Linked DNA regions of Rattus norvegicus: region 2 is linked to region 1. Evidence: chromatin contacts called from public Hi-C data. All regions are on one chromosome and are shown on one strand. Each heading gives the region's core, a stretch centred on a gene start, on an enhancer-like site or on the middle of the called end of the contact. The rest is flanking DNA. Distances are from core to core; before and after follow the strand shown.

Region 1 (7,048 bases), core at 1,668-4,167:
CTCATGGGAGTGGGCAATCCCTACCACAGTGGAATTTCTAACTCACACTTCGGCACATTTGTGTCAGTGGCCAAATTCCAGCTGTTACTTCCGGGACAGGTTTTCCCAGAACCCCCAGGGGGAGAAAAGAGGTCTTCCAGTCCTTATTGTTTAGAAGCCCTGCCCCCCCACACCCCACCCCGAACCCATGCAAATGTGGAAGGTGGCGAGTCTGCCAATGAGCAGCCAGAGGCTGATAGCTTCCAAGCTGGGCCCAGCGCCGGCTGTATGTATGACTGCTTGGAAAAACACACACAGGCTTGCCCTAGCTCCGCAGGGCAGTGAGTAATTTGCTTTTTCACATTGTTTTTGTCTTTCCTCTGTTTTCTTTCTGCCTCAGGAAAAGTTTGGGCTGGGTTTGTTGACTCAAAGGCTCTGACACCCCCCCCCCCACACACACACACGTTCATTTTTCTTAATGGCACAAAGACACCCCCACCCCCTTGCATTTAAGCCTCTTGTTGATGAAGTCAACTGCACCTTGCACGGGGTGGATACTATTTGCCCTCCAGGTGCTTCTGCGAGGAGAACATCAGTTACTGTCCTCATGCAGAGGAGCGCTCTGATTATGCAGGACAATCAAAGTGAGAGATAAGCCCCTCAGGGCTGGCCACTTATTTCCAGCTCAGAAGCAACTGAGTGTGCTTTCAAAGCCACCTGTGCCAGCCGGCCCTGCAAGAGAAGACACACGGGTTGCTTTGCAGAGGTGCCCCGTAGGAAGCCCCTAGCCCCCGGGGAGGCTCTCCGGAGCTCCCCCCACAGTCTGCTTTGCTCACAGAAAAGCACCAGTTTGGATGTGCTCTGGAACCTAATACATACTAAGACAGGAGGGCTATAAAAAAAGTCCGGAGTAAGGCAAGAGTCCATGCCCCAGACGCCAACCGCTCCCAGAGAGGCGGGACTTGTGAAATACACTGCCTAGGGCTGCCTGTTGCATGCGGCCTTGTCTACCCAGCAGTTCCGGGGCTGATGATAATAGATTCTTCTACCGTAGAGAACCTGGGAGCTTAGATAGGGTAAACAACTTGCCCAAGGTGGTTCTACTAGCAGTAGAGGGCAGGGAGGACCTGTCTAGATCTTTCTATCCGGGTGTGCTCTGCCCCACCTAGATAAATTGGGAGACACACAACCTTCTGCCTTAAGGATAGTTAGAGCCCCAGAGATGTGGGAAACTGCTTCAAAAGCAACCATAGCATCCATAGCAGGGCCCCTACAGAACCAGCTAGAAAACCTCTGGTGAAAAAAAAAAAGCAACAACTGTGTATACCCCAGGACTGCGAGTCCACTGAAGGAGACGTCAGCAGTCAGGACAGGAGAGCCTACCCAGCAATAAGCATCGTACTCTTACTCGGGGTCCTGGCAGGGACACACACACACACACACACACACACACACACACACACACAGACATATGCACTCTTGGGTCGTTTCTACAGCTATTGCATTTCTGGGGTGCCAACCCTCCTCCAACAGCCATCTCCCTTCAGAAGGCTTCCTGCAGAACCCTCACTTCCTCTCCTCTTTCCCACTTCACGTTCAACCCCGTGCCTCTTTCACTGGCACTCAAGAATCCTGCCCAGAAACTCAACACCCATGCCTTAGGCATCCCCCCTCCTCCTTCGTTTTCTCTGCGTGGCCCTACACTTCTACAACCACCCACTTGTAGACTGCCAGCTCTTGGTCCCAGAGGCTGCCTAAAAGGACAACGAAGGACTGAGCCAGTATGCCAGGATGCTCTCTGGAGCTTCAGTCTCCAGAGGAGGGCTGGGCGTGCCCCCTCAGCCTCCAGTGTCTCTGGCCTGTCCCCTAAGTATTGCTTTCCTACACCCAAACTTCCAGGGATTTTTGAGCTTCAGCCGGGCTGAGGAGAGCCCCAGCATGCCTCTCCTGCTCTGCCAATCCTGCCCTGGCACTGCAACGATCTGGAGGGTTATTTGCCAGGCAGCTGCAGCCTGGTGAAGAAGCTTGAACTTTTCCTTGTGCTCAGCGCCACCCGCCCGCCCAGAGAAGACAACAGAGGCTGCAGCCTGGGCTCGGGCAGGAGCTCCAGCTGTCTGGACAATGGGGGCCCAAGGGGCTGGGGGTAGTGGGCCTGCGCTATGGAGAGGGGACCGTGCTCAGGCTCCTTTGAGCCGGGAGCTGGAGAGCCTGAAGACCTCAAAGCGGGAGCGGCGGGCGTCTTGCTTTGAAAGACAGCAGCAGCCGGGCTGCGGAGATCCGCTGGCGGGAGGTGCCTTGCAGCTCGCCAGCCGAGCTGGGCGAAGAGAGGACGAGCGCCCCGGGAAGTCAGTGATGCCAGCTCTGGCCTCTCCCAGCCCGGCAGCCGGCCGAACCGAATGGCTCTTCCCGGCTAAGGCACTGGGTTACGGGGCAAGCACAATCCCTAGTCGCCTCGAAAGGAGTATATATCCGATACATGAGCCTCTGGAGGAGGCGAACCAAAGTTACCCCACTTGATGTCAGCTAGGATGTCGCCTTTGCTTGCAAAAAGGCTCTGTCCTTCTCAGAATGAGCACACACACACACACACACACACACACACACACACACACACACACGCACACGAGACTAGCCGGCAAGAGGAGCCAGGCCCCTCTAGGATCGGAGCTGGGGGTGACCTCGCATCTGAGCTAGCCGGGTCTATCTGCGCGGCGGTTAGCAGAAGCCCCGCGACCCTCCGATCGCTCCTGGCCATCACCAAGCAGGGCGATCTGAATGCAGAAAGCTGGTGGGAGCGCGCTGACTGCGGCTCACATTCCCTACCTGGGACAGCAGGACGCACAGGGTGAGCGGAGTTCTCGGCTGCATCTTGCCCGACTAGAAGAAGCGCCTGGCGGCGTTTGCATTCACACACGCGGCTGCACTGAGCATATTTTCCGTGGGAGCCAGCCTTTGAGGAGAGGCTCTGCCTCGCCAGCCAGCCAACTTCCCAAATAGATCAGCGGCAGCATCGCGAAAGCATTGGGTAGCGGCTGATGACCAGGACCAATGGCTTTACAAGACGGATTCCTTCATAACGCTCCCTCGTTTTGCATGGCAGATAGGGGCGAGCACCTCGCAGGGAGAGAGCCCCCTCCGAGCAAGGAGGCGGCACGTTGGCTTGCCTTTTTTTTTTTTTTACTCCTGGGGTCCAGCCTCACAAATCAGGCTGGGCGATGCCAGCTGATTCCACTTTCCCTAAGAACTGGAATTGCACCCGGGACCAACAGCCACTTCTAACACACTGCAAAAAAAAATTCTCTTTATTAAAATGTTAATAAGATCCACTTTATTCCCAATAAATCACATAAGATGACCCCAGCAGCCCCAGCCCTCTATGTCCTCAAAGCCTTGCTGGTAGATTTCTTTGGCTTTGATTTTTTTCTTCGCCCTCTCCCCCACCCCTTACCCCCCAAAGTGCTCAGCCACGGTGGGGTGGTGTTTGGTGTTTTTCTGCCATCACCACAAATCACAGAGAGGACAGATCAATTCTAGCTTGCACGAAAAATCCATCAAGGAGCAATAGATTTTATTAACTGCTCAGGTGAGGGTGGGACTGGCCGCCACTCCACAAGCGTGAACCTGGCACCGAAACCAGGAGCATGACTTGAGCAAATTCTGTTGTTGTTTTTCCCCCCAATGTGGATGTGACCTTTCAGAGTCCCTGAGCTATTCCCAAGGGCTCCAAACAGTACTAGTCATGGCTCAAGGAATCTTACAGTTGGGGAATGTTGGAGATTGGAGAAACGGGGACATTTAAGGCATTTCTTCCCTCACAGAGATCTGAAGCTAAGGCAGTAAAGTCCTTATTTTCATGTAGGCTTCTTCCTAAGAGGACTTATGGGTTTTAGAATAAAAGGCAAATCCAACCAAGATAGAAAACTTGGGCCACAAGAAAAGTTTAGAAAACCAAAACGTTAACTCCCAACTACAACTGTTTTGCTATGATTTGGACACATGAGCTTCCTAGTGGCCAAAGCAAAATGAAAAAAAAAATGAGTGACACCATTTTTGTTGTAGAAAATGTGTCTAAGTTATATTCAATACCGGTTTAAATATATCACACGGCAGGATATTGCCAGCACAGGGCCTAGAATAATGAGGCAGTGATTGACATGTATTAAAGACTAGATAGCTAAGACAATCAAGAACTAGAAGAAGGTGAGGAGGATCCCAGAGTCTGGAACCGAACTAGCTTGCTGATACCCCAGCTCTTTACTCACAGCATGTTGCCCAGACTCTGTGTCTCCATTTGTCTTCTAAGATCACATTGAGGATTCAGTGACAGAATGAGCATCCTACACACCAAACTGATACGCTTCCTAAAGTTCCTTCCCTTGCTCATGAGGTCATTGAATGGGATTCCCCACCCCCAGGGGCCTTGGTGACAATGCTTTCATGTCTGGGGCCTGGTTGTTTTAGCCAACTGCACACTCTACAAACAGCAATGCCATCCAGAGAGTCCACAGAAGATACAGAGGAAACTGCTGCCTCATCTGTTCTCATCTGGTCACCTAAATAGCGTCATCTGCCCTGAGAGTTTCATAAATAAGACCTTTAGTGGATGATATGCCATAAGAGGATGGCATGAGAACCATGTGTATGGAAATTCATGCCCCCATTGCTGCTTGGAGATAATGGACAAGCATGGAGTCTACAGAGATCCAAGTAAAAATATCTGAAATCTCTTTATTCCTGGAAAATGGTCATCTGGTCAACCAGGGGAAAAGGGGGAAGCTACCCTGAGACCAGAAGTTAGCAAATAAAGACAGGGATGGGAAATCAAGGTGAAGGTGCACTGGTAATAGGAAGGTCTTCCCTTATCTCCATAACAGCAGCCCTGCCCAGGGAGGCCCCTCATTGAGTAGAGAGGGTCTTAGGCTGCACTCAGGGACAATTGGTGTCCTGCCTTTGTACTTTGGTCAGCCTTCCTGCACTCTCCCCAATACATCATCCTTAGTATCTCTCATGAAATATATCTAGTCTTCCGCCTTCTAAGTAAATGTCAGGGCTTGACTTCTTTCCGATTGGGGTGTAGCATGTGACCAGATCTAGCCAAGGAGCTGTGATTGAGAGTGGCATGTGTCACTGCAAGGCTGGGGTGTTTCATGGCCACTGTCAGACAGGTTGGTTGGTTTCCCTGGTAATAGGGATTGGGGCATTTGTGCAAAGGGCCTTTACTGGGGAGTGTTCCCAGGGAAATGACTGCAGGAAGACAGCATAGAAACAGATGTGAAGAAGGCACAGTCACAGTAGAGGCCCTGTCCATCCCAGAGCCCACAGCTTAAAACAGCCCTTTAGGCTTGACCCTTGTGGTGTTAGAGGTTCATGGGGGTGGGGGAGGGAGGGGTTGTTTGTTTTGTTTTTTAGATTTATTTTATGTATATGAATATACTATCTTCAGACACACCACAAGGGGGCATCGGATTACATTACAGATGGTCCTGAGTCACCATGTGGTGACTGAGTTGAACTCAGAACCTCTGGAGAGTTAGTGCTCTTAGCCACTAAGCCATTTCTCCAGCCCCAAGGGCCCCAAGGTCAATGTTTTGTGGAGGTTTTTTTGTTTGTTTGTTTGTTTTGTTTTTTTTTTGTCCTAATTAAACCAGTAGTTAGGTGCACACACACCACACCCCCCACCAACTCACAAGTGAGATGATTTGGCTTGGCCAAGGACAGTTTTCCAACCTGACCTCAAATCCATCTCTCTCTCTCTCTCTCTCTCTCTCTCTCTCTCTCTCTCTCTCTCTCACACACACACACACACACACACACACACACACACAGAGCTGAGGTGATGGTCTAGGGCACAGATGGCCCTGCAGGTTTGATGGTTTCAGCAAAGACAGATGCAGCCTGTGAACTGAAATCTTGACCACCCCATGCCAGCATCCCTGGGCTTCTGTCCTGGAAGAGCAGAAAAGCTTTGACTCTAAGAATGCCTGCACCTTACTCTTTCCTTGCCTCATCTTCTATAAGCTCGCTCACCAATGCTGGGAAGAGTCCCAAGTCTCGAGGTGTCCCTAATAACACTCAGAAGACTCTGGTTCTCTAAGGTTAAAATGGTTGGAAAAGTCTTGTCAGCAGGATAAGGGCTGGATTGGGCCTGCAGGATCCACCTACACTGAACTGGTCCTTTTGACATTCTAAGTCTCAGTTTCCATTCAACAGAATGGGACTCCTAACATGGTTACATCCCAAGGATGGCCACAACGCCCAAATATTATTTGGTCCCTTTCCCTCCATTCCTCTCTATACTCAGAAAATGTGATTTGGTCATAAAACATGGCGTGGAGTTTTGATCAATCAAGACCGAAAATAAATCATTTCCTTCTGATGATAAAAGGCTTCTAAAGAGAAAAATCCATAATTTTTTTTGTTTGCATGGCTTAGCTTGTTTACCTTTTGGGTCCCCAATGGGGGGGCTTTTGACTGATGGATTAATCAATGGTGGCCAATACTGCCCAGTTCTGAGAGCTACAGCTCTCTACCTATCCCCACTCTGCCTCCTCTAGGTCAGCCCTTAGCAGCCACTGTAGTGGATGGGAAAGTGTCTTTAGACCCATTGAAGGTTCACGCCCTTTCAAGGCATTTCAAGTTAGTTGGAGAACCGACCGACCATCCCATAGTCAGCAGCTGCCTCCTGTGGGTACCAGAGGTTGAGACTCTTTCCTCTGCTTGGATGATGTGACTGAATACATTCCAGAGGGGGTAGAAATAGTTATGGATGTGCACATGTTTGTGTGTATGTGCATAAGCACATGGGATGTGTGTATGCATTTCCACATGTGTATGTATGTACACACACTCTGGCTCCTATGGACTGATAGCGATAGGTGTACAGTATAGCTGAGATAAATTTTTCAAGTTCTGCCTGGGCTGTTTTTTATAACAGAACAATGACAAAATAAATAGGCACCTCCATGAGGAGAGACAGCGCTCAGAGTAACTGGAGGCTTCGGGATATAATGGCCATACTAGGGCAGAATGGAAGGAAGTCTATGCTATACGCTAGCCAGTGAGTCTTAAT
Region 2 (7,048 bases), core at 1,902-4,401, 550 kb before region 1:
AAAAGGCATCTTAGCCAGATAATAAAATTGAATCCATTTCTGAGGGAATAGACTGGCGTTTTAAAGAAGTAAATTCACAGACTTCTCCAGTCCTGGGAGTGATGGTCCAAGCACGGTAGATGGAGACAGCTGGGACCCTTGGATGAGCCCCATCTATCACTTTCCCTCCAATGTGCATTCAGATGTCCCCTTTCTGCCCCTCGGCACCCTTGAGACAGGTCTTGTTAACCTGGAAGGCAATCCAAGCTAATGAACACCATGTCCGTGTCCCTCAACAGCTGGAGGGTAACTCTTTCCGAGGTAGGGTCCTGTTTCCATGGGCCTGCCTGCCCCACATGGACCGGGGTGCGGACCCACCAGGAAGAGCCTTCTGTGCTCTCTGTTCTCTTCCCCATCCTCCTTTGTTCAGAGAGGCTGGGGACCCAGAACCTTCTGGAAGAAGCAAAGCTCAATGTGCCTCCTGGGGGCAGACATCGCTATAGCAAACCGAACTCTAGTCTTGGAAACTCTCCCGGGGAGACTTTTCCTTGTACCGACAAGGTCAGGGTCAATGCCTCCTTCTCTCTAGGAGAGCTTGAACTACTTGGCCTTATGGAGACACAGTTTCCAGAGAGGGGGCCCTGTTTAATGAGTGACTGCCCTTGGATCAAAAGACTTATTCTCCAGGGGCAGAGCCAGTCTCCAAAGCTGGGCGCTAGCTTAGAGCATTGCTCAACACACTCTCTCTCTCTCTCTCTCTCTCTCTCTCTCTCTCTCTCTCTCTCTCTCTCTCTCTCTCTCCTCCTCCTCCCTTTCCCTCTCCCGTCCCCCTTACTCCCCCTCCCCCCTCTTCCCTTCATTCTTTTCTCTTTTGTGTCTTCCTCCCTTTTTTCTCTCCCCTTCCTTTCCCCTTTCTCTTCAGAACCCAGTTTTTTAATCTATGCCTGGAGCCTGCCTCTAGTCCTTAGAGCTGTGTGTGTTGAAGGAACTGGTATATAGAGTTCCCAGAACACTGAGCCACAAGGGACACCTGCCCACACGGAGGGACTTTTTCTATCAACAAGAGCATCTCTTGAGCTATGGTTCCTGGTGAGCATAAGCATGTCCTGAACGAGAGGACGTGCAAGTCTCCATGCCTCCTGCCCTGAACCCCTGGCCCTACTTGTCTTGCTCCCTCACAGCCCTGCTACATACTCAATCAAGCTAGAGGTCCAAGCACCACTCTGTCTTCTGAGGACAGACTGCCATCCCTGGCCCACACGTTTCTCACTGAAGTGGGTTCCCACTACTGCCTTTTGGAAGCTTCTTTGGCAACAGTCAGGCCTGCCCCCTTCTGTCTTAAACACAGTGATAGCAGAGACTCTTCCAGCCTTCTTCCCACGGGCTCGGTGAAGCAGAGCGGGGCGCATCTCCAAGGCACAGCCCGCCAGTTCCACATGCGCCACAGGCAGTGGGGCTTAGAGGACCTTGGAGAGAAAACATGGGAATTGGGGACACTCTTTAGGGGAAACTGGGCAGCTCTGCTGAGTTTCATCAGTTGACATTGCAGTCTACAAAATGCACACTGGAGAGCCACAAGATTGAGCTACAGAAATTGAGAGAGCGAGAGCGAGAGCGAGAGCGAGAGCGAGAGCGAGAGCGAGAGCGAGAGCGAGAGCGAGAGCGAGAGCGAGAGCGAGAGCGAGAGCGAGAGCGAGAGCGAGAGCGAGAGCGAGAGCGAGAGCGAGAGCGAGAGCGAGAGCGAGAGCGAGAGCGAGAGCGAGAGCGAGAGCGAGAGCGAGAGCGAGAGCGAGAGCGAGAGCGAGAGCGAGAGCGAGAGCGAGAGCGAGAGCGAGAGCGAGAGCGAGAGCGAGAGCGAGAGCGAGAGCGAGAGCGAGAGCGAGAGCGAGAGCGAGAGCGAGAGCGAGAGCGAGAGCGAGAGCGAGAGCGAGAGCGAGAGCGAGAGCGAGAGCGAGAGCGAGAGCGAGAGCGAGAGCGAGAGCGAGAGCGAGAGCGAGAGCGAGAGCGAGAGCGAGAGCGAGAGCGAGAGCGAGAGCGAGAGCGAGAGCGAGAGCGAGAGCGAGAGCGAGAGCGAGAGCGAGAGCGAGAGCGAGAGCGAGAGCGAGAGCGAGAGCGAGAGCGAAACAAAAGAAAGAAAAAAAACGAATTCGTTGTTTCCGCAATGAATTTAGGATTTATGGGCTCCTATTTGGTCTTCACTAATACTCTGATGAGGAAGGTCAGGTCCCTGACTCCAGTTTCCTCTTGGGTTGAAATAGCGAGTCCTAGAGAGAGCTGAAGATTGCCTTGGTGCTGTTTGTATTTGATGCTGATTCTGCTTCCTCGAGAGGAATGGATCACTTAAGTATTCAGTACTAAGAGACCCTCTTCCCCATTTTAACAGGTCAGATGAAGGCTAAAGCCTGTGAATGGCAGTGGAAGGGAAAGGTGGGGCTGGAGGTTTTAGAGGGGGAGAAGAGAGGAAGGAGGAGGGGAGATTAAGGAGACAGAGGAAGATAGAGCAGAACCCCGTGGCCCAGAGGAGCTGCAAGTAACAAGGGATCTCCTAGCTGGGGAATAGAGAGTGTAGGGTGGTGAATCTGCCCAGTCTAGTTGTACAGCTTATAAATATTTTAACTGAGTTATATGACTTTACACTGGCATAGTGGGGTTGGAGTAGTACTACGACAGCTGAGAACTTATGAGACGTAGGTTCTGAGCAAACTTCCCCTGGGGGAGCTGAGACGAGGACCCCTTCAGAAGGACACACAGAGAGAACTAACTGTTGGAGGAGGACCAGCCCAGGTTGCTGGGAGGAGATTCTCCAATGTGCCCAGATGCCTGCAGCCTCCCAGCCACCTCTAGGGCTCTACCTTTTGAGACCCGCTACCTGCCTACACTGGGGTGGGCTTTTGGAATTGTTGCTGCCTTTTAAAGTCTGCACCCCTACAAGCAGTTCCTTCCCAACGTCACCCTAGTCACCCTAATAAACTGCCTGGCTCACCAAGGCCAGCTTCCAGGGACATTATTTTGGTTTGTTTGCTCATGTCTCTCCAGGAACAGAGGCGCACCCAGTCGCCATTGCCGCCTTCAAATGTTTGAGGAATGTTTGAGGTTTCAGGGCCACCCAGCCTCACTGAGCAAGAGGCATACTTGGCCTGCTGTTTGTGGCTCTCAGCCGTGGGTGTTTGCAGCTCAAGAACGCCCAGATCGCCCTTACAGCGATACACAGAGCTCCTTCAGTTTGCCCAGATGTGGCCTCATGTGGCTCCCCCTCCCGCTGACTCAGTCCTCTGGCCAGAGTCAACCCTGCAGGCCAGCCTGAGCAGCTGTTAACACCCCTAACTCCACAGAGCAGGTTGACAATTAGCCGGCTGTGCCATTAGCCTTTGTAATCCAACACTTCTCTGCACAGCAGGATTCTATTTTTTCCTCTTCTTTTCTCCTTCTGGAGTTAGAACGGAAAAAAGTTAATGATGAGAAAGAAAATAAGGACCCCAGGTGCCAACTCACTGGGGGAGCCTATAAACTGCATTCTGAGCCCTGCTGTGTCCCTGGGGAAAGAGACTTCTGGCTGGCTGTACAGGTGGCAGAAGGGGGCTAGAACCAGGGTCCTGACATCAGAAACCAAAGGCCCCTCTGCTTTCCTCTGAGAAGAGGCTCTCTTATCACCATTCTTTTTTTTTTTTTCTTACTGCAAACAAGCAGTGATATGGGTGTATATTTAAGACACTGGCTTTTGGTGTGCTGCGTATGCCTGTGTGTGGTCACGCATGTGGCTGTTTGTGTGTGAGTGTATGTGTGTGTGCGCACATGTGTTATGCCAGTGTGTTTATGCCTGTGGTTGCATGTGTGTGAATGTGAGTGTGTGCACATGCGTGTGTTATGCCCGTGTGTTTTCATGCTTGTGGTTGTGTGTGTGAGTGTATGTGTGTGAGTGTATGTGTGCATGTGTTATGCCTGTGTGCGTGTTGCTGTGCATGTGATTGTGTGTGTTAGTGTATGTGAATATGATTGTGTGCATGTGTGGGCGTTATGCCTGTGTGTGTTCATGCATGGGGTTGTGTGTGTGAGTGAGTGTGTGTGTGTGTGTGTGTGTTATGTTTCTTTTCTATTTTGCCCTTTGAGACAAGATCTTATGGTATTGCTCCAGCAGGCCTCTACCTTGCATCAATCCTCCTGCCTCTGCCTCTGAGTGTTTAAATTACAGGTGTCATTTAAGGGCTTAAATTACTATGTGTATATGTGGATACATATATAACAGTTTGAAGAGGGATAATTTTAGGCTTACAGAAAGGCCGTTGAAAGGGCACACTGTTCCTACAAACCGGCCTACAGTGCTGGCTGCTCTGAGGGGTGAATGCTAATACTCCGTGTGTGTGTGTGTGTGTGTGTGTGTGTGTGTGTGTGTGTGTGTTCAGAGTGTGCTTGCTCTGATGTGATTATTGCCTCTCTTCAGATCTCAAATGCAGCACAGAGCACTCCCCTCTCCCACTACTGCTTTCAGTGTTTAATAAAACATACTCATTACACTTACATATGTATGTATGTATGTATGTATGTATGTATGCATGCATGTATTTAGTGTGTGTGTGTGTGTGTGTGTGTGTGTGTGCACGTCCATCTGCATGTGCCACAGCACATGTGTGGAAGTCAAAGGATAACATTCAGGAGTTTGTTATTTCCTTCCCTCTTGGGTCATGGTGATTAAACTCAAGTTGTCAGACATGTAGGGCGTGTACCTTCACTCACTAAGCCATCTTTCTGGTCTGTTGAATGATTTCAAATAGCGAATCCTGGTGCCTCCTCACATTTAAAATAAATTGCACTTGCAATGGTTGCCTTGGATTTACATATGGAAAATGTGCAGAATGTACCAGAACTATGTAGTTGTCTAAGTTCTAAATGTCTGCTCTGCCATGAGAGCACCTAGCCTGACCTGCTGATGATTTCCACCATCTTGTGGAGATGTCCCTGTTCTCTTTCTCTGCCTTGAAAAGAGGGCAGTATATAGTAGGTGTTCAATAAACACCCGAGTTACGTTTTAGTGGCTCCATGTCTCTCATCTCCCTTCCCATCGTAGCACAACAATGATCATTCTAAATGCACACCAAGTGTGGCTAGGCTCTTGCTCAGGCCAGCACTGTCATGGCTACCTGCATGGCATCACACATGCACATGCACACACATGCAACCACATGCATAAACACACACAGGATATCCTACCAGGATAAAAGCCCAGGGAGCCTCCCAAATATGTCTCTACCTACTTCTCCAGTTGCAATCTGCTCCCACTCTCCCTCAACCTATATGAGCTGGATTTGGCTTCCGCCATGTCTTTTGGGAACCTGATCCATCCTCATTTCTGACCTGAGTGCTGGGATGAGCTCCGACCCACGACTGCTTCCTCTGCTCTGCTCCCTGGAGGTTTCTCTGAGCCCCAGTTTTCCTCCCCTCCTCTGAGACAGAGAGGGCCGACTCTCTGCCCCCAGATGCTCATGTCTGGTTTCCTTTCACTTTTTCTGGGCTTAGGGCATGGGAGACATTAGATGAATGCTTTAAGTGAAAAACTGCAACTTTCTCTCTATGTTTTTATGTGGTTGCAAAATGCTCCATAAAGTCACAAATTAAAAGACCTATTGTCCCGATCTCTCTCTCTCTCTCTCTCTCTCTCTCTCTCTCTCTCTCTCTCTCTGTGTGTGTGTGTGTGTGTGTGTGTGTGTGTGTGTGTCCATCAGCACCTCTGTGTTCCTCTTTTCCTGAGACTTGGCAGGAGTCACAAAGGGTCTTCTCACCATCTTCCTAATTTTGCAAAAAGGATTTTAAGTAAACACCTTCCTTTAAGTAAACTTTAAGTAAACTAGAAGATAGTCAGACCTGGCAACATGGGCCCTGTCACCTATGTTAAAATTCAAGCCTGTCTGGGCCAAAGTGTGAGTTCAAGTCCAGCCTGGACAAGGTACTAAGACTTTGTATCACAAGGAAGGGTGAAGTAAAAACAAAGTTGCTGTCTCAGGCTTTCTATTGCTGCGATAAATACCAGGGCCAAAACTAATCTTGAGAGAAGAGGGTTTATTTATTTCAGTTTACAGAACTCACACCATGAGGGAAGTCAGGGGTGGGGGTGGGGTGGGAGGGTGGGGGAAGAGGGGGTAGTGGGGAGATAGGGGGTGGGGGTGGCAGGAACTCAAGCCAGGAACTCAGGGCAGGAAGCTGGAGGCAGCATGTAATGCAGAGGTCATGGAGGGGTGCCACTTACTGTCTTGTTCTCCATAGTTTGCTCAGCCTGCTTTCTTATACAATCCAAGACCACCAGCCCAGGGGCGACACCACTCACAGTGAGCTGGGCTCCCCTATCCCAATCATCAATTAGGAAAATGCCCCACTGGCTTTGCCCAGTCAAATCGGGTGGAAGCATTTTCTCAATTGAGTTTCCCTGCTCTCTGATGACGCTAGCTTGAGTGAAGTTGACATCCCCGCAGCTGGGGATGTACCTCATAGGTAGGGAATCTCACCTAGTCTGTGTAAAACTTGGGTTCAATGCCTAGAAGTGTAAAATCAAGAAACCTGGAATTGTTCGATCTTCTCCCTCCCACAACGGTCACAGAGGAGCACGGTACAGAAAGGCAGTGCTGTTCTTGGGTCATGAAGATAGGGAGGGCAATTCTCTCTCAACCCTTGAGATATTTCCAATGTTATGAAAGGGCTTGTGTTATTACTATAATAACAAAACGCTTTCTTAAACACGCAGGGGGAGTAACTAGAGATGTGTGTGCATGCTAATTTAGAATGTGCTAGAGTTCCCCTTCCCAAGCCTACTGCTGACCGCTAGTCTCTAGAAGGAAGACCTTGTGTTTATCATCTGATGGTTTCCCTGAGGTGTTAATTAATTGGTTATCAGCTGTGGTTCACCGCACCCCTTGTCTTAGACCTTGAAGATGCCTAGCTGAAGGTCATCGCGCCCAGACAGCGTGACATCCACAGTTTCTTCTGCTCTCAGGCTTCCCAGCTATCTTTAAGTCATCCATGAACCCAGGTGTGGCAGCTAGTCTTATGTCAACTTGATGCAAACCAGGGAGGAGACAGCCTC

The links. Hi-C and Micro-C count contacts between places; a contact is called where the count stands out from the background.
Region 2: a Hi-C map of Schwann cells shows a contact between it and region 1, with 4 times the contacts expected there. The contact joins the enhancer-like site here to the promoter of Cdh13 in region 1. A contact is called at or near these places in 7 of 12 Hi-C or Micro-C datasets (the A7r5 cell line, Schwann cells, frontal cortex and 4 more) and 1 of 1 datasets of contacts at active chromatin or transcription factors (oligodendrocytes).

The regions. Positions count from the first base shown.
Region 1 is chr19:63,254,120-63,261,167 of GRCr8, reverse strand. Cdh13 (cadherin 13) reads right to left here and starts at 2,917. Exons shown (of 14, transcript NM_138889.2): 1 at 2,803-2,917. The coding sequence starts at 2,847.
Region 2 is chr19:63,806,899-63,813,946 of GRCr8, reverse strand. All of the region lies in intron 4 of Cdh13 (cadherin 13), which reads right to left. Among named protein-coding and RNA genes, the nearest start is that of Hsbp1, 500 kb to the left of the region's middle. Within about 2 kb of position 3,151, at least 32 of the 93 cell types and tissues checked have an H3K27ac peak or open chromatin away from gene starts, as enhancers often do. A contact at or near this core is called in Schwann cells, where this site is marked.